Linked DNA regions of Sus scrofa: all the other regions are linked to region 2. Evidence: chromatin contacts called from public Hi-C, HiChIP or PLAC-seq and promoter capture Hi-C data. All regions are on one chromosome and are shown on one strand. Each heading gives the region's core, a stretch centred on a gene start, on an enhancer-like site or on the middle of the called end of the contact. The rest is flanking DNA. Distances are from core to core; before and after follow the strand shown.

Region 1 (2,711 bases), core at 58-2,557, 340 kb after region 2:
TCCCCCTCCACCCTCCCTGTCTTCTCACTTACTTCATCATATACACTGGGTGCAATTAATCAAGGTTTTCTTAATATCAGAACTACACTGCGAATGTAACATTGCCCCTCTAAAATACCCCCACTTACCACAAACACCAGCTCAAACTGGTTGTCCAGTTTATACTTGAGTGTGAGTGCCTCATGGGTGAAGGAGTTGTTACCTCCCCTTTCCTGGAAAAAAAGAGTTATGTCTCAAAGCTCAGACTATCCCCACCAAACCCAGACTTGGGCCCCTCTAGGATTACCTTTAGGAAAGAGCTAGACATTCCCCCAAAGTCAAACCTGTCCCCAGGGCAACAAGATGCGGGGGCACTTCTCTCCACCATTTCACTAGGGAGAAAAGGAGACACCAAGCTGGAGGGCAGAGGGAAAGAGGTGGGACGTGGAAGGACACGTGCGGGCTGAAAGGGAAATAGTCCCCATATAAACAATCGCAGCTGTATAGTATTAGTTCCTAAAAGACCGTTTTCTATTCAGTATCCCACTCAGCCATCGAAACAAGAGAAAATCAAGCTGCTCGGGGCAAACGGAGGAAACGATGGCAAGTCTCAACAGACTACGGAATCCAGCCAGAGTCCCAGGAAGCGGAGGGGGAGGGGACGTCGCAAAGTTGCGGGATGGTGTGATAGGAAGGGAGAAAAAAGTGGAGTCCCGGTTACGAGTGAGTGGCCAGTCTGAGGTGGGCCGAGGGAGTGGGAGGAAGGCACGGGATCAGTCGAGGGGGACTATGGACCGGGTCAGAGAGACGAGCCCAGAGTTCTGATCCTGCGGGGGCGGTACCTGCAGCAGCACGGAACGAATCAACGCGTTAACCGGCCCGGTGCATGAGTCGCTCACGCCCTGGAAGCACCAGAGCACGAGCCCGCCTTTGGAGAAAATGGTAAAGAAGTCGAGCATGGCGGCAGCGGGAAAGGAGCCGGGGCCGCCGCCGGGAACTCAGGCCGCGATCACCGCCGCTTCCTGCTGCGCCAAGCTCAGGACACGTCACACCAGCGGCCCCGGAAACCGGCTCATCCGCACTTCCGCTCAGCGGCCCCGGGATTCCTCCCCCACTCCTCCAGCTGGCGCGCGGGATCTACGTAGACGCCAGGCTTGCCAATGGCGGGTAGGGGCGGGCCTAGGCGGGGCTCTCGGGGACGCACGGAAGGGGTCGACAGCCTATCAGGCGGAGGGGCGGGGAGCCGCTGGCCAATGGGCACGCTCGGATGAATGGCCCGTGGCGCAGAGCAGTGACGGCTGGCTTACCAGTGTAGGGTACCCTCCCACAGCGGCCGGACGCTGGAGGGCCATGCTTCGGAGGGCGCTGTGGCTCGGCTTGCGCCGGGGCCTCTTGGGCCGGGAGCTAGGCACACGCAGAGGAGGCTCTACTCTGGGTAAAGTTGAGGGCAGCGGAGGGTATCATGGTTCTGGGATGCCCCCAATGTCCAGCCATGTGACCTTCAGGACTTGGGATCCCTGGCCACGCTCAGAAGACAGTGGGTCGCTGGAAGAAGGGATATCTTACCTGCCAGAGCTTGTACAGTCTGGACAGGTGTATGGATCCAGAGGTTGCCCTTCTCAGGTGACAAATCCCAGTTCGTTCTATGCCTGAGCTTACCGCCAGAATAACAGCCAGGGTGATTCATTGGTTTGATAGAAGTGCATTAAGTCCTGCTCGCATGCAGGATGCTGTTCTTAGTGTTGTAGTCATGAAAGAGGAAAGAAGAGAAGGAGGATTCGATATATGTTCTGGAGGTGCCTGAAGTGTAGCTGGAAAGGAAAGGCTTCAATAGACCAGTTCAAGGCTGGAAAGTTCAAGAGGAAAGAAGAGAAGGAGGATTCGATATATGTTCTGGAGGTGCCTGAAGTGTAGCTGGAAAGGAAAGGCTTCAATAGACCAGTTCAAGGCTTCAATAGACCAGTTCAACCCAGCTTAAGAGTTATGCCCTGCACTGCCAGGGGAGTAGCTAGTATACATGGAACAGATGCGAACCGAGGTCAGCCTTGAAAGATGATGTTTACTGATTCAAGGAAGGTATGATGTCCAGGTGCTGGAGAACTGAACAAAGGTTAGGAGAAAAATACTGTTCTTACGCAAGGAATTAGCAAAGGCCATCCAGATAGAGTTTGAGTAGTAGTATGAAATATAGTCTGGAGAGGTAAAATAAATCCAGATCAAAGAAAGAGTCACATGCTGCTGAGAAGAGTTTGAACTTGAACTGGAGACAAGACTCAGAGATTTGTGAGTTAGGTGTGAAAGTCAAAAGGATTCATGTATTCAAAACATTTATTAAGCACTTAGGAGGTACCAGGTACTGTGCTGGGCTGGCTATTTCGGTGAAGAAGGTAGAATACAGTATGAAGCAATCCCAGAGAAATGCAAGGTTGCAGGTGTGTTGCATGCTGCAAAAGAGCCATTCACGGAGCTATGAGATAGTGTGACAGGAGAACTTGGCATAGTCAAGGGGGCATCTCTGAGAAAATAATAACTGGGCTGAGATCTAAAGGAAGCAAGGGATTAACTGGGCAAAGAAGTGGGCACAGAGTTTCAAAGCAGAGAGGTCACCTGTGTGGACCCCTGTGATAAGAATGAGGAGCTGGGGCTGGAGTGTGCAGAGAAGACTAGGAGAATAGGAGCCAGATTGTACAGTGTCTTCAAGGGCCACGTGGAAAGTTTTGGACTTTAATCCT
Region 2 (2,751 bases), core at 186-2,685:
CACAATGGGACTCCTCTGCCTTGTTCTTGACGCTTCTAGTCCAATGAGGAACACCTAAAATCTGGAGATTGTCAGTTTTAGCACTTAAGCCAGAAGAGTGACAGCAGGCATAGTGGGTTATTCAAAGAAAAAAAAGCTGTGTAACAAAAATGAATGACCTTAACCATCTAATAAAATACATTTTCTCTGTAATGTTTAAGTTATCATTCATTCATTCACCAAGTTCCATTATTAGGCATTTAATCAGAGAAAGAAATAATCAGTGACTCAAAGATATATGTAAGATACATTCACTGCAAATAAGTAAACACTGCAAACTACCCAACATTGGGAAGCTAATGGAAAAATGAAAATTAGATGAAACAAATAGGTTACAAATCATACAGTATGATCTCAGTCATGCTGTACATCCAAGGCATAAATAAAGATCAACATCTAACTCTGGATGGTGGGATTAAAGACAGTTTTTATTTATACCTATTTTTTAAAAATTAAAAGCCATATGGCATTTAATAATCACAGCAATACACTCCAATAATTTACCTTCTTCATATAGATACACAAAAATCTCAAAGCCTAATGTCACCAAATCACAAAGTTTCCAAAGTGATTATCTAGTTCAAACCAATATTTAATCAAAGAACTAGTCCAAAAGGGTTAAGCAGGCAATAAGACACATGTCAAGAAGCCTCCTGACTCAGTACAGTGCTTTCACCAGCACACCACACCCTTCTGAGGGTGAAGTACAGTGGTTCCCACGCGGCCACATAATACCTGGAAGGGGGCCACCAAATTACTACAAAGCGGGAATTGCGTGCATGACTGTGAACACAAAACAGTCATCGCAAGAGTTTCAAAGTATTTTTTTGAAGTTAAAAAGTTTTAGTACAGAAAATATTAGTAACTAATGGAGTAAAAGAAAACGCATTCTCCATGATAAACTTATTTTAAACCAAAAAAGGGAGGAGGAATAATATTCAAAGGATTAGGAGACACGTGCTATCATCACTAATAGCAACTCCCCTCCCCCAAAATTGGAAAAAAGTTGCTATGCCTCCTCACCCCATATACTACCCGATGTCGACCTCTACTAATATTCCGTTTCATGAGCAAAAAGAATTGTGAGGCAGAAGAGACTTACTTAACTCCGAAGTTCCAGGGCTCTCAAAGAATCGAATTAAAGAAGCCCCTATTGCTGCACGTTTCTGACAAAGAGCACCAAAAAGCCCTAGACACAAAAACACAGAGTCTTAAGCAAGGTCCCATTTTCACACTCAAAAAGTGTTTTCCTGAAAAGACCAACGTACAAGAAAGGGGGTAGGGAAAGAGAGACCATCTATTTGTCCACTTGTCCGTTTCTCTTTGTATAACCCAGAAAATCACCCACCCCAAAACCCACACGCTCACCTTCCGCTCCTCCGCCACGCAGCTTTTCTAGAGGCAGGAAGCAATCATTTTGCGTCTTCTACGCGCGCGTCCGAGGTCTCATGGGAAATGTAGTCCACCTTTATGGGAAATGTAGTTCTAAGAGCCAGGAATTCCCGCTTGAGGCTGAAATCTGCCTAATGTTTTCTAGTTTGGCCACCAACAAGGCAGAATCTAGGGCATGCGATAGGATAAGAGTAAAAGATAGGATTAATTCTAGTGTGCTAAAATAACAGAAAAGTAAAATTTTCAAATAGCCGTTATCTTTACATGAAAACTGAAAGAAACTGGCCTGATTTTATAGGTACTTAAATTAGTACAAAGTTGCTCTTGAGAATCAAAAACATTTACAATTAAATTGAATCCACATGAAAAGGCTGAAAAGAAATACGACGATCTCAAACGATTGAGATGTCTGAGAGTGACCAGAGATGGGGAGTCTTGCTTCAGCACCACGGAGAGATCATAACACGGTTTTTGTTAGGACCAGAAATGCTGATCCAGATCTCAAGATTCCAGTTAGAAAACTGGAAGAAAAATAAAGTCCGGTTCTTTTGTCCAAATTTAGCAATCATTAGTGCAAGGAATCGATCTATCTGCAAGGATTACGCAGGTACAGGTGGGAGGTGAAGATTGTACCGAAAGGAAAACCGTTTTCTCCGGAGTACTTTAGCAAGAGGCACCTATCAGAATTAAACTGAAAAAACCAGCCTGTGGAAACATTACAGGTATCCAATAACAGGGACAATAGCTAGAACTTGAACGAGTTTACTTCCTCTCTGCATCTGTCGCATTCGAATGCATTTGTCAGGTGAAACACACCCATTCTGAGTCTCCACTTTCCTATGCAATTCGCTAGGCTTTCTAACACCTTGCAGTGAAGAAACGGAAGTTTGGGGGGTAGGAGGACGCGGGCGTGAGAGCTTGAAGTATGGTGCAGGGATCCTGCCTCACCACCAGGAGACTAATCTGTGGAGAAGATGGTGGGGTAAGAGAGGTAAGACTCTCGAATCTGTGCAAAGACTACTGCCTAAGGCTTACAGTCCTGCTACTGTTGACTTAGCATAGGTCGGCCGCAGGTGTGCTTTCACAGCGATAGCGTCCAGGCCGGGTTTCTAACGCCTGGTGCAGGTAGGGGGCTGATCCAACAGAAACCTTGCTGCAGGAGGATCTCTACAGCCCGCTCCCTCGGCCTGCGCCCCACCCCCCACTCCTCTCCCGACTCCTCCCACTTCCCCAGAGCTCCCGCGCCTGCGCGCGGCGGGTGTTTTCCCTATACCCCCGCGCCGCCCTCAGAAGAAAGATAATTGGCCGCTGGGTGGGGCC
Region 3 (2,700 bases), core at 15-2,514, 280 kb after region 2:
CTAGGGGAAAACATGTTTTTGGCATTTTTCTATATCAGTCTTTCCTGACTCACTCCAGCTGTCTCTAACAACTACACAGAACCTTTATTCAAAATCATTACGTGTCCATTAAGTTCTAGACACCCTGGGGTTTTGTTAGGTATACATCAACACACAAATTATGTCCTCTTTCCCAGTTTTGATGGAAACTAACTTGAAGGCAAGAACCACACAGCCTTTGTACTTTTTCTATAGCAATCCCCACTGGAGGTCTGCAGACAGCAAATTCTATAAATCACTGCTAATTGCCAGAAGTCTGGAAGGTGGGGACTGTCTTATTTATCTCTGTGTCCTGGGTAGTGCCTTACATAGACAGTACCCCGCAAAAATTTGATTATTTTGAAAGAGAGACTTCAGAGAGCCCCGGAAGTAAAATCAGTAGAGTTGCCCCTACTTAGAGCAGAAATCAGCAGCAGGGCCCCCCCTTCCTTTCCCACGTGCTCCTTACCATGCACAGGGAGACCATAAGGCTTATTGATGACCAGCAGGTCCTTGTCCTGGTGGACAATTCCTCGGCTCAGCGCCTTAGCAAGCACATTGGGGTGGACTCGCTGCAGCTGCTCTGTGAACCGCACTAGTTCTCGTACTCTCCGCTGAACAGGGTTCGTGGGCACCTACAGGGAGAGAAGGAGCGACGGGAAACGCCTGGTGGGAAGGACCTTCAATAAGTATAAGAATTTGGGAAGGGAATGCCTATACTTGTGCCTTAGTCTCGTGCTTTCCCCGAGTAATCTGAAAGCAGGGGTGTCTTCCTTGTACCCATGAAGAGCTTCGGGCCGAAGTCCGCAGGAACCAATGATCCAATGCACAAGAAGCTACAGTACACTACTGCCTTCTCCCCTTCGCTTTCTTCCCATTCGTCCACCACTGTCCTCGACTTTTACGTGAGACCTGTCCGAAGACCTCCCTCCCGGCCTGGGAAACCAGTGAGCGCACTGCCTCTTGGGAGTCGTGATCCTTCTGGACTCACCGGCCCCTTCGCCTTTTGTTTCTCTTTCTGGGCTCGGAGCCTCTCTGCCAGTTGCTGGGCATCCATGGGCCTAGAGGCGGCAGCAGCGGAGCAAAGTCGCTTTGAGACGAAAGTGAAGAGACTCCCCAGACACTGTCCGGAACTCCGGACCCAGAAACCTGGCACACAGCAACTGGGCACCGCCATCTTGCCGAGAAGGGAGGGCCAGCTAAAACCCAGGGCAGAAGAGGGACCAGAGCGAGGCGGGAGTGGGTGTGTCTTAAGGTCACGTGGGGCGGGCGGGGGCGGGATTCTGGCCGAGTCACGTGGGGGCGGTACGCGCTAAGTGCGGCTGCGCCGGCCGGTAGCTGCAGCTGGAGCGGTGGCGTTTGGAGGAGACGCGGTGAGTGTGTGGGGAAGCCGAGCTGGGGTTTGTAACTACCGGTACTTTAACGCCTTGACGTTTCTACGTCCCAAGAGCTTACCTTCTCGGAGGTGCCTGTGTTGGGAAACCGTTTCTCCCTTTGGGAGACGAGCCCACTGAAAACCACCTCCCCGCCCCCGCGCCCTGCAGAAACGATGCCCCATAAACGCTCGCTCCAGAGCAGTCTTGGGCGCCCACCTTGACCCTCCTGGCAACCAGGTCCCAGCTGTTCGGCCAGTCCCCGGACGTCGGGTCCCCGTTGCTTTCCGCTCGACCTTCGGAGACGCGGGATCTGAAGCCTTTCCACCCCTCACCTCCTGACTCCCAACCTCTTTGTTTCGCGTTGTAACTAGTCCTCTCCAAGGGTGATGGGGAGCCCTTCCGTTATCCAGGTCCCATGTTTCCTTCCTAGGGAGCACCCTGAATTTCTCCTGCCTTCTTGAAGAATTCATTTCTTGGATTGCGTCTTCTCACCCCCACCCTCTTCCTACTCCTTCCCAAGGGAAGACAAAGTACAGAGCACGAACCTTCTCTTCTCTTTTCTGCTTCCTTCATTTTTCCCCTCCGTGGTTTGCAACCGCTCCAGACCCTCTCTCCTCTTACAAGGTGCAGTGTTTGGAGTCCCATGCCCAAACTGCTAGCGACTTCACTAAGTCAAGACCGTCTGACTTCATTAAGGGGTGGCAGGGAAAAGGAACCATCTGGTTGGGATGGTAATGTTAAAAACACCTTGGGACATACCTGCCATTTGTTAAGAAGAAAGCTGACGCCGAGCGCAGAAGGGATGTCAAAAAATTAATGGATCTGTGCTGACGATAGAGGAAACAGTTTTTGACTCCTTAGAAAGAAGGCTGCCTGAGAAGTTAGAGGAGGTCATGGAATTAGTTTTACCTCCTACTCCTATAATAGGGTTTGGCTGAAGGGAGCCATATTGAGCATGAAACAAAGTTGGACAGATAAGTGGAGCCAGCCAACTTGAGGAAGAATTTGAACTAGAAGTGATTAAGTAGGGAGGAGTCTTTGAAGCTTCTGGAGTAGGAGAGAGACTCCTTGAAAGAGGAATTTTCAGATTGAAAATGTGAGGAATTTGATAGCAGGGCAATCAGCTAGGATGCTGCAGTCTAGGCTGTCGGTAGTAAGGCTTTGCTTCCTTCAGTGGTCTTTTTCCCTACACTGTACTATTCTTTGAGATTGAATTTGAGTTGAATAGATCAAGATGTACCATTGGCAGCTGCAGTTGAACTGTGAGTCCCTTAAGGACTTACTCATTTTTTCATCCCCACATCTG
Region 4 (2,700 bases), core at 139-2,638, 370 kb after region 2:
AACTACATACTGATCACAACCTTGTAGACCCCAGACTGGTTGGAATCAGAGGTTGATACTGACCCCAGAAATACCATCTATCAACCAGAAGAATGTCCATTAGATGATCAGGTACCCTGCCACCTTTTCCTTCACCTTGCCTTTAAAAACACCTCCCTGAAAGCCATCAAGAAGTTCAGGTCTTTTGAGCATGAGCTGCCAGTTTTCCTTGCTTGGTCTCACTTTAAGAACCTTGCAATTGGGAGTTTCCGTTGTGGAAAAGCGGAAACGAATCCGACTAGGAACTACGAGGTTGTGGGTTCCATCCCTGGCCTCGCTCAGTGTGTTGAGAATCCAGCGTTGCCATGAGCTGTGGTGTAGGTCACAGACGCAGCTCGGATCCTGCATTGCTGTGGCTGTGCTATAGTTCCGATTGGACCCCTAGCCTCCACATGCAGCGGGTGCGACCCTAAAACGCAAAGAAACCCCAAAGACTGCAATAAACGCTGTACTTTCCCTCATCACAACCCAGTGTGGATAGATTGCAGTAAGTTGCCCAAGGAGACCCAACTTTGGTTCTGTAACATGGATACAGTGGGGCAGAAGCAAAGAGGCAGGCAATGAGTGAGACCAAGCAAGGAAAACCTGGCAGCTCATCCTTAAAAGACCTGAACTTCTTGATGGCTTTCAGGGAAGTGTTTTTAAAGGCAAGGTGAACGAGAAGGTGGCAGGGTACCTGATCATCTAATGGACAGGAAGCAGAAGCAAAGAGGCAGGCAATGGAAATGTACTTCTGGCCCTGTTCACTTACCATTCTTCTCAGCAAAAAATACTGGGATTTACAAAGAAAAGGACAACACAAAGAGGACTTTTGTAAAATGGAAACGGGTGAAAAATGGATAGGGTTTTAAGCGTTCTCTATGTTCAATCAATTGACTAAGAAAGAGATTGGCTCAACAGATTTGCTTCAGAAACATCCCTTCCACTCTAATCAATGTTGGCATAACTCTGATTAAAAAGCTGTATTCAACCCAAGTGTCAGCGCAGAGTCCAAAGGGCGTCTTGCAGCTCGGACTCGGGGGAGTAGGGGTGGGGTGGGGTGGCTGGGCTACCCTCTCCCCTGCAGCCTCTCTAGCCTTGCTGTCACCTTCTCTTTTCCCTCAGGACCAGCCTCCGCCCGGGTTGGCTAGCACGAGGAGACCAAAGGCGGGAAACTCGAATTAAGATGCTCACTCTAGACGAGTCCCAAAAAACAGCGGCCCTAGGTTTCCTACAGCCAGGAGATCGGCTGACTCCGGCGCGGAGCACGTCGGGAGTTGTAGTCACCGCCCTCCGCGGAGGTGGGGTGAGGCGGCAGAGGGGCGGGGCCGCGGCCGGGTTGGCGCAGGCGCACACTCTCCCCCGGCAATATGGCGGACACCGCTCCTCAACCCAGCAAGAGAAAGCGCGAACGAGACCCGGAGGAGGCGGAGGCACCCAGCACAGAGGAGAAGGAAGCAAGGGTTGGGAATGGTACCTCTGCTCCTGTCCGCTTACCTTTCTCCGGCTTTAGAGTGAAAAAAGTGCTAAGGGAGTCTGCGCGGGACAAAATCATTTTCCTGCACGGAAAGGTACCATTAAGCAGCGTTGGGGTGGGGATGCGGGAAGGAGTGACCCAATCGTCGCCTCGGAGGCGGATTTTTTTTTTTTTTTTTTGAGATTCTTTGGAAAATACTAATCGCATTGCCCCGGGTGGGAAGGAGGCCAAGTGCGCCAAAATGCCTGGGCAGGGGTTTGGTTCGTGGAGGAAACAAGGATACTTGTGAAATTAAGGGAATTAACACGCGTGGGGCTAATTTCCCTAATTCCTCCTCTTGTACTAAAATAAGAACCTAACACTTGCGGAGTGTATTTATTGTCGATTAAAAAGTCGCATGTTAAATTCCCCAAGCTTTCACCATTCATTTATTAAACCTGTAACGTGCTAGTTCTCTTGTGGCACAGCTGGTTAAGGATCTGGAGGTTTCACTGATGGGGCTTGGATCGCTGTTGTGGCGCAGGTTCCATCCCTGGCCCAGAACTCCACGTGCCTTGGGTGAGGGCAAACAAACAAACAAACGGGCCCCAACAAAACACACAAAAACCCTGTAAGGTGCTAGGAATCCAGTATGTTTCTGGGCAGTCTTGGTCATCCAGGCCCCAGGCAATAACATAGGCACTGTAGGAAGTATGATCTCTGCTATATACAGGACTCCCGCTCCTGGGAGCGGGGAAACAGTTTGTTGAATTGGTGATTCAATTCCACATATCATGCACAGACAGGCCAGCACTGAACTGGGTGCAACATAGAGCTGAAAGTTCCCATTCTTGATTCAATTCCACGTTTCATGCACAGACGGGCCAGCACTGAACTGGGTGCAACATAGAGCTGAAAGTTCCCATCCTTGATCTTCAGGAGTGCAGAGCATCCTTAAGCAGACAGGCACAGCTAGCTCTAATATCACGTGCTCAGCTCTCCAGCAGGGACTGAGGAGAGACTGGATACTGACCCAAGAGCTAGTAAAGAGGCAGTCCAAGGGTTCCCCAGAAGTCCTGGCAGGCGCTCTCACTTTTGGGAGGATGGGGGCAGGGAGACCCTGGGCCAGGCTTCCATGCCTCTTTCTGTGTCTCTTGTGTTTTACAAGGTTCTGTCTGTCTCAGCCCAACTTACCTTCAGTCTGCAGCACCTGCTGAAGATTTTAG

Evidence for each region. Promoter capture Hi-C pulls out the DNA fragments that hold promoters and counts their contacts. A called contact is a pair of places that touch in the nucleus more often than the background predicts. HiChIP or PLAC-seq counts read pairs in DNA pulled down with a chosen protein or histone mark.
Region 1: a contact with region 2 is called in a Hi-C map of liver, with 4 times the contacts expected there. The contact joins the promoter of FOXRED1 here to the promoter of PUS3 in region 2. A contact is called at or near these places in 3 of 5 promoter capture datasets (fetal liver, fetal skeletal muscle and liver), 5 of 47 Hi-C or Micro-C datasets (embryonic fibroblasts, fibroblasts, heart right ventricle and 2 more) and 2 of 2 datasets of contacts at active chromatin or transcription factors (alveolar macrophages and skeletal muscle).
Region 3: a promoter capture Hi-C map of liver shows a contact between it and region 2, with 10 times the contacts expected there. The contact joins the promoter of RPUSD4 here to the promoter of PUS3 in region 2. A contact is called at or near these places in 5 of 5 promoter capture datasets (fetal liver, fetal skeletal muscle, liver and 1 more), 3 of 47 Hi-C or Micro-C datasets (all in liver) and 2 of 2 datasets of contacts at active chromatin or transcription factors (alveolar macrophages and skeletal muscle).
Region 4: a contact with region 2 is called in an H3K27ac HiChIP or PLAC-seq map of skeletal muscle, with 3 times the contacts expected there. The contact joins the promoter of DCPS here to the promoter of PUS3 in region 2. A contact is called at or near these places in 2 of 5 promoter capture datasets (fetal liver and liver), 2 of 47 Hi-C or Micro-C datasets (heart right ventricle and liver) and 1 of 2 datasets of contacts at active chromatin or transcription factors (skeletal muscle).

Annotation. Positions count from the first base shown.
Region 1 is chr9:53,363,988-53,366,698 of Sscrofa11.1, forward strand. FOXRED1 (FAD dependent oxidoreductase domain containing 1) reads left to right here and starts at 1,308. Exons shown (of 12, transcript NM_001244921.1): 1 at 1,308-1,414. The coding sequence starts at 1,330. SRPRA (signal recognition particle receptor subunit alpha) reads right to left here and starts at 1,098. Exons shown (of 14, transcript XM_003130057.5): 1 at 822-1,098; 2 at 129-212. The coding sequence starts at 938.
Region 2 is chr9:53,027,116-53,029,866 of Sscrofa11.1, forward strand. PUS3 (pseudouridylate synthase 3) reads right to left here and starts at 1,436. Exons shown (of 5, transcript NM_001244722.1): 1 at 1,408-1,436. HYLS1 (hydrolethalus syndrome protein 1) reads left to right here. Exons shown (of 3, transcript XM_013979548.2): 3 at 1-192. It overlaps DDX25 (ATP-dependent RNA helicase DDX25), which reads left to right and starts at 2,335. Exons shown (of 10, transcript XM_021063099.1): 1 at 2,335-2,422.
Region 3 is chr9:53,307,928-53,310,627 of Sscrofa11.1, forward strand. It overlaps RPUSD4 (RNA pseudouridylate synthase domain containing 4), which reads right to left and starts at 1,265. Exons shown (of 7, transcript NM_001244957.1): 1 at 1,010-1,265; 2 at 488-653. The coding sequence starts at 1,195. It overlaps FAM118B (protein FAM118B), which reads left to right and starts at 1,271. Exons shown (of 8, transcript XM_005667489.3): 1 at 1,271-1,391.
Region 4 is chr9:53,399,399-53,402,098 of Sscrofa11.1, forward strand. It overlaps DCPS (decapping enzyme, scavenger), which reads left to right and starts at 1,389. Exons shown (of 6, transcript NM_213790.1): 1 at 1,389-1,589. The coding sequence starts at 1,389.